Regions from separate parts of the Danio rerio genome. Here region 2 is linked to region 1. Evidence: chromatin contacts called from public Micro-C data. All regions are on one chromosome and are shown on one strand. The core of a region is the stretch at or near the end of the contact, and the rest is flanking DNA. Distances in the headings are between cores, read along the strand shown. Region 1 overlaps ipo13b (importin 13b). Region 2 holds the start of ipo13b (importin 13b).

Region 1 (3,253 bases), core at 50-2,549:
TAGTTTGCAGGAATTTTGGTCCATTCCTCCTTGCAGAATTAGTGTAACTGAGTCAGATTTGTTGGCTGTCTTGCTCGCATAAGCTTTTTTAACTCCCAAAGATTTCTATAGGATTAAGATCAGGGCTTTGTGATGGCCACTCCAAAACATTCACTCTGTTGTCCTTAAAGCATATTTAAACTAATTTAAAGGCTCATTGTCTGTTTGTAAGACCCATTTGTGGCCAAGTTTTAATTTCCTGGCTGATGTCTTGAGATGTTGCTTCAGTATTTCTACATAATGTGCTTTCTTCATGATGCCGTCTATGCTGTGAAGTGGACCAGTCCCTCCTGCAGCAAAACAGCCTCACAACATGATGCTGCCGCCCACATACTTCACAGTTGGGATGGTGCTCCTAGGCTTGAAAGCTTTCCCCTTTGTCCTCCAAGTGTAACACTGGTCATTATGGCCAAACAGTTCAATCTTAGTTCCATCAGACCACAGGTCATGTCTCCAAAAATCAGTCTTTTTCCAGTGTAATTTAGCAAATGTGGCTTTTTTGTTGATTCTGGCTTGTTGATTTTCCCATGTTGTCACACAAGGAAGCAGTGTGTTTGAGGTTTACCTTAAATACTATTCTACAGTTGTGCCTCCAGTTAACTTAAATGTTGTCAATTAGCCAATCAGAAACTTCCAAAACCTGGACATCATCATCTGAGCTTTTTCAGAGGCAGAATGATCTTATTGTATGTAAACTGGACTTTCAAGAAAAGTTATAACAATTTCTCAAAAAATCTCTCTCATTATTCTGCTATTAAGCAGAACAGAAACAAATCTGATAATCCTAACTTACCTAAAAGAGAAAAAGTTTAGACACATTAACATCTGACTTTTTTTTTAAAAAATGGTCAAGTGCCTTTTTATACAGTGTATGCAAACTTCTGCTTTCAACTGTAAATCTGTTCTTATGTATTTTTAATACATTCTTGTCTAGTATATTTTGCTCTAATAAACACATTTATAGACACTGATTTACATTTCTGAGCTAAACGAGTATAAATTTACAAAAAAAATCTAAATATAGCACTGATTTTCTTTTTTAATGAAAAAAGAAAAAAAGCCCTACACCACAAAGCGCTAGCGCAAGCTCGCAGACTCGGTCGATATTAAATCAGCATGATTTTTTTTATTATTAAAAATATTTCATGAAGAAAATGTGAAGTGTACACTTTGTTCCTGTTTGCTTTGTGTGTTCTGATCAGTTTTCTCTAAGCGTGGCGATGCAGTGTGTTTGAGCAGCAGCAGGTGGCGCTCTATGAACACCGAGCAGCACTGCTGTTTACTAAGGCTGATGTAATGTCTTTCTGGGAACAAGCAGACGGGGAGGAAGAGAATGAAAAAGCAAAAGTCAAAAATAGAAATGCCGCACATGGAGAGAGGCCAGATACTGTATGAAGCCGAGTGGGAAATAAGAGGGAACTCGGGGTTTTGATTGTTTTGCATTTTGAACATTTTGAATTAAAGAAAATGCTGGAATATCTATTTTATTGATGTTTGGCATGTCCTTAGGATGGTCGACAGGGTGTTTAGGCATTGTTAAAAATGAGCTCACAGAGATATTCTGGTGTCTTGATGCTGGAAATCTGTGTTTTGTGTAAAATTTTACATTTTTATTCCAAAAAAATGACTTTAAAAAATGTATGTATATTTTGAGGTATGGATAATGTCTGTAGATAAAAATATGCGTTCATAAACTTAAGCTTCACTCTTTATATAATCTATAATATTTATTCTATAATATTTTGCTGATTCGTTTATAATATTCTAGAGGTATTTATTCTAGAATATTTTGGAATTATTCTATAATATTCTGGATGTTTATATAACTTTCTTTATATGTTCTGTATGATTTATTCTATGACATTTTGGAATTATTTTGTAATATTCTGTGTTTAACATTCTTTATATATTGTATATTATTTATTCTATAAATAGTTTTAAATTATTCTAAATGTATACTATAATAATTTTAATCATTATAATATTATTCCTATAATATTATTCTATTCAAATGTTAAGTGTTAATATCTAAGTGTTTATTTAATATTCTTTATATATTCTGTATTATTTATTCTATAATATTTGTAATTATTCTATAATATTCTATTTTACATTTTATATTATTTATTCCATACTATTCTATATATTTATTTAATATTCTTTATATATTATTATTTATCATTTACTTTTAAATGATTCTATACTATTAATACTATAATAACATGAATAATTATCATATTATTCCTATAATATAATTCTATTCATTGTATATTCTATATTATTTAATAGGTTTGATTTTAATATTATTTTAATAGGTTTATTTAATATTATTTGTATATTCTATATTATTTTTAACTATTCTATAATATTCTATGTTTATTTAATATTCTTTATATATTCTATAATAGTTATTCTATAAAGAATATTGTTGATTGTCGATAATATTGTGTGTATTTAATAGTCTATATATTCTATATTATTTATTATTTAATTTTTAAATTTTTCTATAATATTTGAATGTTTATATAATATTATTATATATTTTATAATATTTATTCTATAATAAATATCTTTGAATTCTTCGATAATATTCTTAATAATACTCTTTATATATTCTATATTATATATTTTTCATTTATCCTATATTTAATATAAGTATAATATACTTTGATTATGACATGAGTCATTTTTTAATACTGAAGAAAATACATTATATGTACATTTTTTGTTTATTTAATATTATTCGTATACTCTACATTATTTATTTTTTTACTTTTTAATTATTCTATAATATTTTAGATGTTTATATAATATTATTTTATATTGTATAATATTTATTCTATATTGAATATCTTTAAATTCTTTGATAATATTCTGTTTATTTAATATTCTTTAAATATTCTATATTATTTGTTCTATAATTTTTTCATTTATTCTATATTTTAGATGTTTATATATTATTCTTTATATATTCTATATTACTTATTCTATAATGACTATCTTTGAATTCTTTGATAATATTCTGTTCATTTAATATTCTATATTGTTTTTATTTATTCTATAATATTTTAGATCTTTATATATTATTATATATTCTATAATATTTATTCTATATCAAATATCTTTAAATTCTTCAATAATATTCTTTGTTAATGTAATATTTATTTTATAATACTCAGTTATTCAACATTATTAACATATTCTATGTTATTTA
Region 2 (2,966 bases), core at 188-2,687, 76 kb after region 1:
GTATCCTTCCCCAGCCTTGTGCCTTGAGACAATCCTGCCTCAGAGGTCTACAGACAATTCCTTTGTCTTCGTGCTTGGTTTGTGCTTTGATATGCACTGCCAACCCTGGGACCTTATATAGACAGGTGTATGCCTTTTCAAATCATGTCCAATCAACTGAATTGACCACAGGTAAACTCCAATTCAGCTGCTAAAACATCTCAAGAATGATCAGTGGAAACAGAATGTACCTGAGCTCAATTTAGAGCTTCATGGCAAAGGCTGTGAATACTGATGTACATCTGATTTTTCAGCTTCTTTATTATTTATAAATTTGCAACAATTTCAAAAACTCTTTTTTCACATTGTCATTATGGGGTATTGTGTGCAGATGTTTGAGGAAATAAATGAATTTAATCTATTTTGGAAAAAAACTGTGACAAAAAAAATGTGGAAAAATTTAAACACTATGAATACTTTCTAGATTACAAACAATAAAAGACATAAACATATATAACTATAAATCATGCATGCCATCCTAGCTTAGGGATTGAACACATTGTAGTTGTAACTTCATGGTAGTGTAGTATTTGATAGATAGCTAAATAGGTTGATAGATACTTCATATTTTGCAAACTTTAATGAATTTAGATTCAACTCAAGTCAACACTACTTGATATTTTTTCTAAGAGTAACGTTACAAAGGTATTACATATCGCGGTTAATCGCATCCAAACTAAACGTTTGTTTTGACAATTTATTTACTGTGTGTACTGTGCATATTTATTATGGATATATAAATACACAAAACAATGTTTAAATTTATATATCAAATGTTTATATTTACATAGAAAGTTAATATGTGTGATACAAATTATATATACATGTACAAATATACATGTGACAAAGATGTTTGGGATGGTTTTGTTTCTATGTTTGTGTGTGTATCATATACATAATAAATAAATACAATACACGCACATATACATTAACGTTATGTCCAATCAAACTTTTATTTTGGATGTGATTAGCCTTAGCACAACACTGAAATGAAAGATAATAAACACATGTTTTACCTTCTCCACGTTTTCCACGGTGAAGTCTGCGGCTGTGTCCGAATCCATCTCCGTGTTTTTTATAACACACACCTCCTTTCGCTCTCTTGAACACAATGTCTTGTAGAAATCCTCTAGAATTATATAAATATGATGATAACGCTGAATGATATCACTGAGGTGAATCTGATTCGGCCGGGCGCGCGCGATCAGGCCGGTGCGCGCGATCTCATGTCTCTCATTCTCATATTTCACTCATGATTTAAAAAATAACCCTTCATATCTCAGATGACCGATGAAAATGATCATATGTCACAAAACTGTGTCCGCACGTTTCTGTCCGGTCCGCTCCCGGTGATCCGGTGTGCGCGCGTCCTCCCTCTACCCTTCTTTTCGGTATGACTGAACCGAATAAACGCTGCCCACATATCTGCCTGCATTAAAAAGGAGAGAGATTAAATAACAGTATTCATACATTTTTAAAAAAATGTACATATTTTTAAATTAAAATGTAGGCCTATTTATGTGTGTGAATGTTAAAAACGTGATTACTTTAATCATAAATGTGTTGTTGACTGTATTTATGCATGGTGGTTTAATCTAATTGATTGGTTGTCCCTTTGAAGAGCCTCAGATTTGATTTCCGATTGTTACTTTACGTTTTAAACCTTCAGAAGTGTGCTGATTTCATGTAAAATGCATCTCGTAGCACTTTAGCAAGTTCTTTATAATCAGGCTACATCCTTGTGATCCTAAATGGTCCTTAGCTTTGCATTATGGGAAATGTAGTTTTTAAGCACTAACGTTCATTTGCGATGTCACAGCGACTCTTTGTGGTACTTTGGACGTTTTGCAAGGATTTCGGTTTCTGAGAGTGTGCAATAGATGGAGTTCTCTTACAGTTATTATACATTTAGAGTCCATTTATTAAGCCTAAACAATACGTGTGTAAAATGTTTGGGTTGCTATTGAAATGTATTTTACTTTGTATTTTGAGACAATTCACGGAATTGCTAAGAAAAAAGTAATCAAATGTCTCACCTGTGTCCAAAGTCATTTATTCATTCATTAAGTTTGCCTATTTCATTAATTCATTAATTTTACTTCGGCTAAGTCCTTTTATTCATTAGCCCTTTTGCATCAGGCTTTTCACTCAGCGATGCAATGTCAGACTCAATGAACGCAATAGAGTGAGTGACGTCACTCTGACGGGTAGGGTTAGGGGTGGGGCTAGGTGAGCCCACTGAAAAGCATTGGATGCACCAGGTATGCATCCAGAACCCCTGGGAGCACCCGGAGGAAACCCATGCGAATGCAAGGAGAACATGCTAACTCCACACAGAAACGCCAATTGACCCAGCCGAGGCTTGAACCAGCAACCTTCTTGTTGTGAGGCGACAGCACTACCTACTGTTCCACTGCGTCACCTCAGGGGTTTATCTTTTGGGTTATTATAATAAAAAAAATTATGTTTTTTAGACAAAAGCAATTCAGAGTACTTGCAGAATCAAATATTTGAGAACTTAGTAGTGACCAAAATTGATTGGAAATTGGACAATATCAAAACACATGTCTCCTCTGCTTGTTTGCAGAAAGTACATGTCAATGTCCAAAAATTTAGAAACACTAGAATTTACTGCACTCTTAAAGACGTTGAGTTATTTATTTCACCCACTGGTTGAGTTTAAAATATTTGGTGCTTTGTTGGGTTATTTTTTAATCTTCAGTAATAACTCAACCAGCTGAGATAAATATTTGGTGCTTTGTTAGGTTATTTTTAACATTTATTTTGGTATTTATTTAATAACTCAACCAGTTGGGTTAAAATTTTGAATTTCAATAGTCAACTGATTTAACTGACACAGAACTATGGAGTCAGATAAGACTCTAAAGTAATTCACGCAAAAAACAAGATGTACATATGCGTAGAGG

The links. A called contact is a pair of places that touch in the nucleus more often than the background predicts.
Region 2: a contact with region 1 is called in a Micro-C map of caudal fin, with 12 times the contacts expected there. The contact joins the promoter of ipo13b here to the enhancer-like site in region 1. A contact is called at or near these places in 3 of 18 Hi-C or Micro-C datasets (caudal fin, hematopoietic stem cells and an unstated tissue).

The regions. Positions count from the first base shown.
Region 1 is chr20:51,519,687-51,522,939 of GRCz12tu, forward strand. All of the region lies in intron 11 of ipo13b (importin 13b), which reads right to left. Among named protein-coding and RNA genes, the nearest start is that of eva1aa, 48 kb to the left of the region's middle. Within about 2 kb of position 1,300, at least 13 of the 62 cell types and tissues checked have an H3K27ac peak or open chromatin away from gene starts, as enhancers often do. A contact at or near this core is called in caudal fin, where this site is marked.
Region 2 is chr20:51,596,016-51,598,981 of GRCz12tu, forward strand. It overlaps ipo13b (importin 13b), which reads right to left and starts at 1,438. Exons shown (of 21, transcript XM_002665780.8): 1 at 1,056-1,438. The coding sequence starts at 1,103.